Regions from separate parts of the Urocitellus parryii genome. Here regions 1 and 2 are each linked to region 3. A link is a contact called in public Hi-C data. All regions are on one chromosome and are shown on one strand. The core of a region is the stretch at or near the end of the contact, and the rest is flanking DNA. Distances in the headings are between cores, read along the strand shown.

Region 1 (4,379 bases), core at 1,618-4,117, 240 kb after region 3:
TTCTGCTTTACAAAGGACACTGTTATGAGAATGAAAAAACAAGCCACAAATTTGGAGAAAATATTAACAATAAAGGACTTGTGCCAAAAATACAAAAATAACTCTTAAAACTCAACAATAAGAAAACAACCCAAATAAAGTGGGCAAAGGGCAGTTGGGAGTGGTGGTGTACTGTGCACCTGTAATTCTGGAGGCTGAGTCAAGAGGATCCCAAGTTGGAGACCAACCTCAGAAATTTAAAAAAAAAAAATTTATTTAGTTGTGGTTGGTACAATATCTTTTTTTATTTGTTTTTATGTGGTTCTGAGGATCGAACCTAGTACCTCACATGTGCAAGGCAAGTGCTCTACCACTGAGCTATAGCTCCAGCACCCAACCTCAGAAATTTAGTGAGGCCCTAAGCAACTTAGCCAAACCTGTCTCAAATAAATAAATAAGTAAGTAAATAAATAAATAAATGGTTGGGGATGTGGCTCAGTGGTTAAATGCCCCTCAGTTCAAAACCAAACAAAAACAAAAACAAAAAAGAACAAAAAATAGGTGCCAGGAGCCATCCATGAACTGTGTGTGAACTAAAATCGGGATGGAAGCATTTGGGTAGGAAATTCTGGTGTCTGGGAACTCACAGCAGCACTCCTGCTGGTGAGACTGCCCAATACATGTGAATTCCTATCCAGCACTGCCACAAGTTCCATACAGCAGGGGAGATGGGGTGACCTGCTAGAGCTACAGGGCCACACAGCCTCTCAGAGATGGGTGAGGCTTGTGAAGATGCCAATCAACCTGTTGACTGCAATTCACCATGAAGCAAGGGGAAGGGAAGCAAATTAAAACAATAATGGAATACTATTGCATATCTATCAGAGTGGCTAAAATCCAAAACACTGACAACACCAAATCCTGGAAAAGATGTGGAGCAACAGAAATTCCTAATCACTAAGGGTGGGACTACTCAATGGTACAGGTACTTAGGCAGTTATTCTTTTCTTTTTTGTGGAATTTGTGATTAAATCCAGGGCCTCAAGCATGCTAGGCAAGTGCTCTACTGCTGAGTCACACCCCCAGTCCCAGTTGAGCTTCTTAACAAACTGAACATAGGTGGGAGGTGGTGGCACATGCCTGTAACCCAGTGGTTCATGAGGCTGAGGCAGGAGGATCCCAGGTTGGAGGGCAGCCTTTGCAACTGAGACTCTGTCTCAAAAAAAATAAAAAAGGACTGGGAATGTGGCTTGGTGGTTAAGCACCTTAGGGTTCAATCCCCAGCACTGTCCAAAAAATAAAAATAAAAAACTACTATGAAGACCAAAATTGTACCTATAGTTAGATCTTCTGTCTCATCTGCAGACTCATTTATGCAACTGCTTCTTCCACGCGCCACTTGAATGTTTTAAATGTTTATCAAACTTAGCATGGCCAATCTGAATTATCAATTTCTCCCCTTAAACAAATATGCATACTATCCCATAACAATAAATGGCAATTCTTTCCTTCTAGTTGCTCAGGCTGTAACAAGGACTTACCCGACTTTTCACCTTTGCCTGCAAATGTCCTATGGGTGACCAAAAGCTGGATTAAAGACTAGGCATCACTGCCTTCATTTCAAGTCCTTCTCCCTTGCTCTGAGTCACCTTGGATTCTAGGAATAGCAGGTCTGATAGATAAACATCTTGTGATGAGTGGAAGTTATCCCCAGAAAGCCACCCCCCAGGCAACAACAAATTCCTTATCTCGGAGGAGACTCCTGCAGACCAAACCTGAGATGAAGATTTCCCTGACTTTCCAAGATGGGCTAAGCTATCTCCTTGTAGTCATTCCAGCAATATCAAACAGTACTGTAATTGTATATTTAAGCATTGGTTTTTCTAACAAGTTAAGACTGTGTCTTTTTCACTGTTGAATAATAGTAACTTTAAATTTTTAGAAATGCACCTATTCTGCCATGTGAAGAATTAAAATCTAATGTGGTTATCAGTCCACTGATAGGGGTAGGAAATGGCCTTTCAAACCTGAATTTTCTCAAGAATGACTTTTAAAAACAAAAAGAAATTTTAGAGAGAGAAATAGAAATGACTGAATTGCTTGAAGATAATAAATTTGGGGTATATTAGTAAGGTTTATATTTTTCTTGTCATATAGCATCCTTAAAGCCTGCAAGAGAATAGGAGGAACAGTGGAATGAATCTGACATAACTTTTCTATGTTCATATACGAATACACCAACAGTGAAACTCCATATCATGCACAACCACGAGAAATAGAATAAGCTGTACTTCATGTATGAGTAATATGTCAAAATACACTCTATTGTCATGTATATCTTAAAAATAAATTTCATTTTTTTTTAATCCTGCAAGAATTTACGTCTAGGAGTGCTGGGAGTCCTTTGCCCTTTAGTCTCATACAAAATGGACAGTTTGCTTTCAGAGCGCTGCTTGGGATTTCATTTGACCGAGCAAATAAAGCACAGAACATTCCTCCACTCAAAGGAAAACAAAGGTGCAAAATGCACAGTGATCCCTAATTAATCCTGCTCGTGAAAAGGTGGAAGCAGAGGCAGCAGAGCGAAGCACTTCACCTGTTCCCACAGCATCCTTCTAGCCTGGCCTTACTTGGGGTCTCTCCCACCAACCCTTGGGATCAATATCCCCAAATCCTCGCCTCACCGCAACTGTACTATTTATTTCCACGCAGTTCAATGGAAAGTCTCTGGAGTAAAGGCGGCAACCCTACCTAGATGGCTTCATCTCCAAAACTTTAGAGGAAGTAGAAGAAGGAAAATTCTATCAAAGGAAAGGTGAAGGCCGAACCTACAGTGCTTACCGGACGCCCGCTCTCGGTCAATTCCGTCCTCTCGAACCGTTGGTTGGCAAGCAGCTACACACAACGTCGCGATGGCCCCTGGGAGTTGTAGTTTCTGTCGTAAACAGAACGCGCCGGCAGCATCAAAACTGCATTTCCCAGCAGTCAATGCGAAGACGCCCTGCCTATTTAAATCTGGTTCGGTATAATAAAGAGGCTGACACTATTTTTTAGGCTATTCTTAAATTTAGTTTCAGTTTCTCCCATAGGTGCTGTAGTGCTTTTATTTGACGCGCTTGTCCCACGTAATAAACTCTCAGTGTACCCTCTTTCTTATTTTCCCTTCCCCTTCTCCAGACTAGCTACTCCAAACGCCTGGGAACGAAAAGCAATTGCCAGAACAAGCCGTGTGCCTTTGAGGGTGCACGCGCCCTACTCGCAGTCGCGCATGCGTAGAAACCCGCAGCGGTCGGCAGCCGCGCTCAGTGGACTGGGGGTCTGAAGGTAGCCTGCTAGAGGGCGGGGCTTTTTCCAATGGCTTTGCCTCTGCGGGTCGCGTCTGCCTGGGCGGGGAAGAAGGCGCTGGGGCCGGGGTGGCTCCGGGTTTGTGCCGGGCGGAGAAAGGGGAGGGGCTGAGGGGTAAGGACCCCATCTCCCCTCCTTGCTCCCGCCCTCTGGGCCGATCCCACCGATGGGGCTGGGCAAAGGGGCGGGCTCTGTGCCTCAGGCCCTTCAGCTCTGCCAACTCCGCCGCCCTGCCCGGTGCTTGAGGATTCCCGCGGCTGTACTGTGCCCTCTGGCTTGGCGGCGGCGGCGGGCTAGGGCACAGGGATAAGAGAAGAAGCGGCGTCTTCCAAGAGGTCCGGAGCCAACGGGGCCAGCGACGCTCTGTGTTGTCGCCGCCCGCCGAGACAGCGACTGCTGGAGACTGCGGTCCCCAGGAGCGCCCGACTCTTGGGCCGCACGGCTAAGGGCCAGGGTTCAGCTAGCCTCCCCTGCCGGCGCCTGTCCCGCAGCTGGGGCGCTGGAAGAGCTGAGGAGGGCGGGGACTTGTGTCGGAGGAGGGGCGTGGTGGGAACGCTGGGGGAAACCGGTGGCTGCACAGACAAAAAACCCGAATGGCTGGAGAGTGTTCAACTGTTACCAGCCTTTTGGGGCAGAGCACGGATTTGACAGCTCTACAACGTGAGGATATCCGCTGACTCCGCGAGACACAGAACACTTATTCGAGAATCCCGGTCCTGCAAGCCAGAGCTGTAAGATTGCAACTTTCCAAGTTTTTTTTTTTTTTTTTTTTCAATCTCTGAGCAGAAGACCGCCCTTTTTGGTAGAAGGAAAGGGTGATCGGTCTTGTAAATAGATTGACCGCACCAACTTAAAAGACACTTCTACTTCCAAATGTCACCCAGACGTGTTTTCGTGACGGGTCGATTTCCCTGAATTTATTCTTACATCTCTCACTTTAAAAATATAAAGTGCTTTTGGGGCATGCTGAAAAGTAACTGAAGACTGCAAAGGAAAAACTCCGATTGTCATGGCTGAAGGAGAGAATGAAGTGAGATGGGATGGACTGTGCAGTA
Region 2 (3,971 bases), core at 6-2,505, 160 kb after region 3:
CCCTCTTGTCTCCTCATTTTTGGCAAACTGGGAGACTGGGCAGGGTCCCAGGCTTGGTTGCCCAACCCTCTCACTCAGATCACATCGTTCCTCTCAGTAAACCTCAAAGTGCCTGGGAGTGACCTAAAAGCAGCTAGTGATCCTAAGTGATGTGTACACTAACTCACAAATAGAGATTCACGCCTTCTTTCATCAAACGTTGTCCATTTACCATACAGCCATAAACTTATTCAATCAGCAAGCACATAAGAAACACAACCATTGCAAAGTCCAGGGCTTATGAGTTGAAATGAGGAAAAGAATGGGGGTCGGGGAGGAAGGAGAAGGTGGAGAAAAAGAAAGAAAGATGATTTTTTTTCAGTGCCCTGGGAGTAGTTATTGGGAGTGGATATTTCCATTTTCCTTGGACTCCGGAACATAGCACAGCACCTGGCAAAGAGCACCTAGAGAAGGTGCTCAGTCTTTGCTGGAATTAAGTTAGATTCTTACTAACAATCCTGGGTGGTTTGGGGGAGTAGAGAAATATGGGTACCCAGGATTTCTCATTGAAACTGATGAGAAGAGAGAAGACTTTCTTTCTCATAGAGGGTGTGGAAAGCTTTTATAAGAGAGGGGCATAGAGGGATGGAAGCCAGGGAATATAATCTGTAGATTTAGCTTGGCTGTGTCTATCTAGCCAGAGAGTCTTGGTCTAATTTCCTTGGTGACTGTCCCCAGCATGAGAAAGTTTTCCGGTCTCTGTAGGAGGACGTTCAGGAGCTATTTCATCTTCAGTGTGCCCTAAAAGGGCTTTCCCAAAGCCTTTACACTTGCCTAACTCTCTTGACATGTAAGTTGTAATAATACCAACATTTTATTTTTGCATATTAAAAACTTGGTTTTTTTTCTAGTTGTCAAAATGCTTTAACATGCATTATGTCATTTGATCCTCACAACCTAATAAAGGAGGAAAGATACACTTTTTTAAAATATGTTTTTAGTCTTTGATGGATCTTTATTTATTTATGTTTTATTTATATGCAGTGCTGAAATCAAACCCTGTGCCTCATACATGCTAGGCAAGTGCTCTACCACGGAGCCACAACCCCAGCCCTGGGTACATATTTTTTCTTTTATTTCATTTTTCAAATAAATAAACCAAATTTGAGAGAAATTGTGACTTACATGGGTCACAATCTTTCCATTTCCTCTTAACAACTGCAATAGCTTTAAAGACCTATCACAACACATACCAAGTAATAGTTCTTCAGAATCATCTTTCGAATGAAGCACTGATTCACCTGGTTACTGTCTCTTCCAATCTCCTCTCCATATTGCTCACCATCCACCTTGTGCTTACTCTAACCAACAGAGTTTTCATGTTGTTCCTTTTGATGAATTATAACAGAAACAAAAAAAATGTGAAGATCCAGGGCCCATGAGACTCTCCACTTAGAGACTGATCTGGCTACCCTGTTTAAAAGAATTTGATCGCTCTCATTGACAACATTTACCCTATAAAAGAACGCCTAATCCAACAGCATTTTGTAGAATTCATTATGAAATATTTAGCATTATTTCAGGTTTTAAATTTCTCATCAAAATCAAGATCAAACTCAGTTAAAATGTTATAAGATGAAATCTCTTTATGGAGTATGATTTCTACAATAGCTTCTGGAACTTTAGGATGGTAGTGTTCCTGAACATGTAGGAACATTTCCCCACTTTCTTCAGTGAGACACTGATTGTTCCCACCTGTCTTAACAAATCTAGAATGTAGGAAAACTTTAGGGGGAGCAGTAGGTTAGAAATGGGCAATTGGTCTATGTTTCTACCACCCTGAATGCTCATGATCCTGCCTGAGCTCAAAAGCTATGCAGGTCTGAGCCTGGTTAGTATTTGGCTGAAAGAAAGGGGTGCGGAAACTGCTGCTGCACGTCATTTGTCTGAGTTTGAGATCATGTCCATTGTCCAGGTTAAAAAAAAAAAAAAAAGAGTGGGGAGGACTGATGGAGATTATGGGGTAAGAGCGGGAGGTAAAGCCCTGAGGACCACACTTTCTCACTCCTACTATTTACCTGTAAGCTCGATGAGCTGCTCCCTGAAGGATCTCTTGTTCTTCTATTTCAGACTTCAGTTCACTCAATTGCACCTCCAGTTCCTTCTCCAATAGCTGGGTCCTCTCCGTGGAAGTGATCTTATAAATTTCATCCATGTTTTGCATTTGCTCTTTTTCCGTATCCCTGAAAAAGGAGGCATAAAGCTTGTGGCTGACTTCCCCAGCAACCATTATCCAGCCCGTGGGACTTTATCTGTCTCCAAGAAATAATGTCAACTTCATTAAAAAACATGCTTTTGCAATTTGAAGGAACATTCGGGTTAGACTGTTGTTATTTATAATTTATTACCATTATGTAAATAGTAGAGAAAAAGCAGGTTGGACTCTCCACTCACCAAAATCACCTGCTTAAAATTGGCAACTGTTAGGAGAAAACATAGGGTCAACACTCCATAGGATTGGTTGCAGGCACTGACTTCTTCAACAAGATCCCTAAAGCTCAAGAAATAAAACACGAATCAATAAGGGAGATGCTACCAAATTAAAAAGTTTCTGCACAGCAAAGGAAGTGATTGAGAGCATTGGTACCACCAGTGATGAGAACCAATCAGGGCCAAGTTCCATTTCCCCAGACGTGACAATGGAACACTGGAGACTCCGAGATAGGCACAGAAGGCAAGTTTTATTTGAAGGATAGAACAGAGACAGACTTCTTCCCAGAGAAGGGGTCCAGAGCTGGTATCCAAAGATGGATACCAGCTTTTATACATCTTAGATTTTCTTTGTTCTCATGCCCTTTCCCCCCCTTATCTTGCTTTTCTCTTCTCCCCATCTTGCTTACGTGACCAGTGGTCAGGAGATGAGCCAAAAGGTGAGAAGGAAGCCCTCCAGGTGTAACTTTCTACATCTGCTCAAACAGGCAGCCCTGGAGATGCTTGTTAACAGCTCTTTGGGAGGAACTGTTCCCCATAGGCAGGTCACCTTGGTAATGGGTGGAGGGGAAAGGGCTTTGGAAATGTCAGCTTTGGATTTTCTTTTCTTTCCTTTCCAACCAGCCCCCATCTTCCCCATCTAACCCAACTATTTATTAACTATATTGACGGCCATTTGTTCCCCAGCTTCAGCATGAAGACAGAACCTACAAAACAGAAGAAATTTTTTTTTTTTTACCAGTTACTGCTCTGACAGGGGATTAATATCCAGAATATCCAGAGAACTCAAAAAACTTAATACTGATAAATGGTTGGAAATGGAGAACATCATGCTAAATAAAATAAGCAGATTCAAAAAATCAAGGGTCAAATGTTTTCCCTCCCATGGGAGCTAGAGCAAAATAAGGGAAAAAAGAGCAGGGATCAGATGTCATGAAGATATAGGGAAGATCAATGGAGTGGAAAAAGGAAATTGAGAGGGAGGAAGGATAGGAAAGAGGAGGAAATGCAATTGAATTTAATAAAATTGCATTGTGTGCATATATAAAGATATCACAGGGAATTCCACCTTTATGTATATACTGTAAATAGTAGGAAAAAAGTAGGTTAGACTCTCCACTCACCAAGATTACCCTCTAAAAATTGGCAACTGTTAGAAGAAAATATAGGGTCAACACTCCATAAGATTGGTTGCAGGCACTGACTTCTTCAACAAGATCCCTAAAGCTCAAGAAATAAAACAAGAATCAATAAGGGAGATGCTACCAAATTAAAAATAAATAAATGAGTGAAAGGAAGATCAATAAAATAAGGGAGATGCTACCAAATTAAAAATAAATAAATGAGTGAAAGGAAGATCAATAAAATAGAAGAAGGAAAATAGTGGGGGGTTGGGGAAGGGAGTAGGTAAGAAAAGGGAGTAAATCAAATTACATGCATGTATGATTTTGTCAAAATAAACCCAACTACTATGTATGACTACAATGGTATAACAACAACAA
Region 3 (4,551 bases), core at 1,548-4,047:
TCAGGGACACTCGACCACTGAGCCACATCCCCAGCCCTATTTTGTATTTTATTTAGAGACAGGGTCTCACTGAGTTGCTTAGCGCCTCACTTTTGCTAAGGCTGGCTTTGAATGATCCTCCTGCCTCAGCCTCATCATTGGGATTACAGGTGTGTGCCACCACACTGGCTAGGTGTGGACATTTCTAATGATGCCTGAACATAGCAACTGCCCAATAAAAATTAATCTCCCTTTTGAAATGCCTCCCTCAAAAAACCAGTGCAACTGCCACTGACAGATCATTTCAAGAAATATCAAGTCCCTATTATGTTTAGTATTAGCAGTTCTCAGTAACACTATTTGAACTTTCAATTGACTGAACTAATTCAAAGGTATACCCCCAATGTTAAAATGGGTCTCTGCTATACTCAGCAACACTCTCACCCTTATGGAAACATTTTTTGTTCTTTTATGGGTTTTTTGTGTGTGCGTCTGTGGGTTGTTTGTGTGTGTGTGTGTGTGTGTGTGTGTGTGTAGCTAGGGATCAAATCCAGGGTCCTTCACATGCTAGCCATGCTCTTTAAAACTGAGCTGTACATGATTCACAATTAAGAACAGCAGCAAGTTAAGAGGACAGAAGAGGCTTTACCACAAAGCTACATCCCTGGCCCTTTATTTTGAGACAGGGGTCTCACCAGGTTTCCCAGGCTGCCCTCAAATCTGCAATCCTCCAACTTCAGCTGAGGAGTCAGAGTCACTGGGATTATAGTTGTGCACCAGTACAAGATTTTGCAATTCTAACAAATTTCAAGATAATAAAAATGGTATTTATGCATGGGCCACACCCTGAGAATGGTGGGAGTATGGTGGGAGTTTTCAACTAGAGCTACAGATTAGAAACACCGGGAAAAGCTTTTAGCTGGGTATGGTGGCTAATGCCTGTAATCCCAGTGGCTCAGAAGGCTGAGGCACAAGGATTGCAAGTTCAAAGCCAGCCTCAGCAACTGGTGAGGCGCTAAGCAACTCAGTGAGAACCCTGTCTCTAAATAAAGTGCAAAAAATAGGGCCAGGATGTGGCTCAGTAGTTGAGTGCCCCTAAGTTCAATCCCTGGTACCAAAAAAAAAAAAAAAGCTTTTAGAAATCCTTACTCCACTGATGAAGTCAATATGCAAACATCATTAGCTTTCAAACCCTTCAATGTGCAGTCAAGGTTGAAAACTAAGTGTAAGAGTAGTCCTAGCACAGTTAACAAAGAAATACCACAAAGTAGAGATCCTCCAAATATCTCTAGTATTTCATCATCAGTCCTAATATAGTCTGAATAGTTCTAGTTCATTATTAATCTGTTACAATCCTTCTCTACTTTGCCAAAACTGATTTAAATACTCAAGGTTTAATACATGTTGTTATAATTGTATTATAGATGCCCATCCTTGCCTCCCACCCATACCTGGCTCTGAATGAATTTGGCTAAACCCACAGCTAAAGAGGGTCTGTTGGTTTGGATGAAGGGAGTTTAGGGGAAACAATTTATTTTTATTTTCTGTTTAAAAAATTAGAGGAAGCTTGTACTACTAGCAGATTCACAAGAGTCAAGCACTTCCTCTCACTGCTTTCAAGAAAAGAATGATAAGATAAAAAAGTGGCTCTAACAAACCAATAATTCAATTGCAGCCAAAATGTACCAGAGGAAATAACCTGGGTGATGGCTGACTTTGCAAACACAATATGATTGAAACAGATGAGACTCTCAACTGAGGATGATTTTACCCCAATATTATCAGAAGGTGTTTCTGGTTGTCACAAATGATGGATGGGGGTGGGTGCTTCTGTTATTTACTGGGCAGAGGCCAGTAGCATCATAGGTCACTGAACAGCAAGTTTGTCAGCCTAAAATCTCATAGTGCCAACGCTGAGAAATATGACAATAAAGACTGCTTCTTCAGGAACTGAAAATAAAGGTTTTTTCCAGAACAGTGAAGACTATTTTGGGCTGGATGCAGTTGCATAGGCCTATAATTCCAGCAGCTTGGGAATCTGAAAGCAACTGAGTGAGATCCTGTCTTAAAATATATAGAAAGGGCTGGGGACATGGCTCAGTGGTAAAGTGCCCCTGGATTCAACCTCTGATACCAAAAAAAAAAAAAAATTACTTTGGAACTCTTCCTTGATCTACTTCTACAGATGCCATGTAAAATAAAATAAGCCATCAGTTTTTGTCTTAAAAATAAGAATGTGAAATGTCCCTTTATCAGAACTAATGGAAATCTGAGGACTAGAGCTAAACATCTAGATGACAAATTGTTAACCAATGGCCTCTACCATGGGGCATGTTCACCCTAGGGTGAAGCAAGAATATCCATTGGGGTATGAGGAGAAAAACAGGATTTTTATATTTTTAATCATGAAAAAAAAAAAAAAAAGTTGCCTATGCTTTCATTTAGTCTTGGGTGTAGTCATGTGCCAAACATGATATGTGAATCCTGGGCGAAGGTTGGACGTTTGTTTGTTTGGAAGTCCTGATGGTGGTTCCTCATTTTCTAAACTGCACTCACACTTCTGGCCTGGCCATAGGTTGGATCAGCTGATGTTAGTTCACAGTCATGAGGGCACACAAGGGCTACACTGATTTGAGATTCCAGGCAGGAATAAAAGCTTCTAACCTTAAGCAGAAAAAAAAAAAAAAAAAAGATTAAATACTTCTCTGCCATCATCGCTCTGGGTGTTTGTGGCACAGCAAAACATACCTCATAAAAGCAATTAATATTATTTTATTAGAATAAATACGCGGAAACAGCGGCATTAAATACAGCTTTTAAAGTCTTAACTTTTACCACTTAATAGAAGCCTATGAAGTACTGCATTTTTTGAGATTCAGCACCAGGTGGCGCTCAAGCTTACTGAAAGATCAGCTCCAGAAAAGGCCCTGCAAAATCCAACTCGGATACCAGGCAACTCTATGTTTAGGCACTGCAAAATCCAGCTTTGATGCCAGGCGATTCCTAAGTCTCAATTTCCTTACCCATGATGTGCGGGTGGAAACCAACCCAATGGCCTTTCAACTCAGACCGCCTGTTTCTGACGACAAAGTGGTGAAGTTGAGGCAGACTTGCCACTGCGTTTACTGACACAGCAATCCTAAAGTCAGGCTGCGAAAGTGAGACAAAGGTCGGCAGGAGGCTGTATTCGGTGCAAAGTGGCTCGCACTACGTGGGCGACAGATTAAAGACTGTTTAACCACGTGGTGCCTTCATTACCGCGGAGAGTCCCCAAACTGGGTTATTCCAGCAAAAATCAATCAAGAAAATAAGCCCGGCTCCTTCTGAGGATACACATTAGCACTCTGGTGACGGGGCAGTACAGAATATAACACAAACTTATCCAAGTTCCACGTGCAAGGGACAAACAACTTCCGCCGGGTAATTCGGATCCCGGAGGCGCGGTCTAGCTGGTCACGTGGGGCCACGGAATGACGCCTCGCAGGACGTTCAGGTGGACGCTGCTCGCCACGTCACGTGGGTTGTTCCATCCAAGCCAGAGTGAAGGACTTCCATACGAGAAACAAACCAATTGCATTCGGTGTGGTAATCTGAAAATAAGGGAGCCGATTTTCTGCGCATGACCGTTTTCACCCTTTAGTACGGTCTCACTGAAGCTTCCATTGAACATCCCTGCTCCCCCCTAGAATTCCCGTTGGTCTCGCCCGCGCCCCGCCTCCGCTGCGGCTCGCCCCTCACGCCGCGGTCTGAAGCTCCCCACGTGACCCCAGCGCACTCCCGAGGGGGGCGAAGTCTTGGAGGCGGCGCCGCAGGGGACTGAGGGACCGACTGCGCGTTGTATGCTGCAGCTTTCTCCAGGACGCCACCGCAGAAGACACGATGTTCGGGTTCTCCAGCCGTCTGTTTTGGGCAGCCACCTGCCTGTTTGTGGTCTGCGTGCTGTCTGCGGAGAACTCGTCCGTGACTCCAACAGAGACTGAATCAAACTCTTCAGCAACCACCAAGGTGGCCCCGACGCCGGCGACGCCTGCCCCGCCGGTCACCACTCTAGGACCAGGTGAGCGCCAGCCCAGTGGGCTTCTCGCTTTCGTCTGCCCCGCGGAGTGAGCCCTCTCCGGGACGCACGGAGCCGGGGCCCGGCGGACAGCGCTCCGGGGGCGGCGGCGGCGACTTAGGCAACATGGCGGCCCGCCCAGGTCCGGTCGCGGTCGGGCGCGGTGTGGCCGGGCGGGTAGGGAACGCCCGGCGGGAAGGAGATCGGAGGGCCCCCGCGGCCGTTGGGCTGCTGTGATTCCCAAGCGTTGCAAGGAGAGGTGCTTTTTAAAAGTGCCTTGTAATCCCCATCCTTACCGTAGGCTCGGAAGAGGGGACGTGGCTTCCTTGCGCGGTGGCAACTGTGGGCTTAATGATGATGGGGCGAAGCGACGCGCCTCCGAAGTTGGCTGGGAGACCGAACTTCTCTTTCCTTGGAACTAGTCGTTTAACCCACCCCCACCAGGGCCTCTCTCCGTAGAGAGATTTGTCCAGAAATTGGTGAAAGGGGGAAGAGAAACTTAAAGGTTAATTAATAAG

Evidence for each region. Hi-C and Micro-C count contacts between places; a contact is called where the count stands out from the background.
Region 1: a Hi-C map of muscle shows a contact between it and region 3, with 5 times the contacts expected there. The contact joins the promoter of Cep57l1 here to the promoter of Cd164 in region 3. A contact is called at or near these places in 2 of 2 Hi-C or Micro-C datasets (liver and muscle).
Region 2: a contact with region 3 is called in a Hi-C map of liver, with 10 times the contacts expected there. The contact joins the promoter of LOC113183360 here to the promoter of Cd164 in region 3. A contact is called at or near these places in 2 of 2 Hi-C or Micro-C datasets (liver and muscle).

The regions. Positions count from the first base shown.
Region 1 is chr8:53,090,673-53,095,051 of mUroPar1.hap1, forward strand. It overlaps Cep57l1 (centrosomal protein 57 like 1), which reads right to left and starts at 2,868. Exons shown (of 11, transcript XM_077801827.1): 1 at 2,821-2,868. It overlaps Sesn1 (sestrin 1), which reads left to right and starts at 3,436. Exons shown (of 10, transcript XM_026389613.2): 1 at 3,436-4,379. The coding sequence starts at 4,334.
Region 2 is chr8:53,008,914-53,012,884 of mUroPar1.hap1, forward strand. LOC113183360 reads right to left here and starts at 1,256. Exons shown (of 45, transcript XM_077801484.1): 1 at 1,233-1,256. The coding sequence starts at 1,256.
Region 3 is chr8:52,846,057-52,850,607 of mUroPar1.hap1, forward strand. It overlaps Cd164 (CD164 molecule), which reads left to right and starts at 2,798. Exons shown (of 6, transcript XM_077801615.1): 1 at 2,798-4,036. The coding sequence starts at 3,859.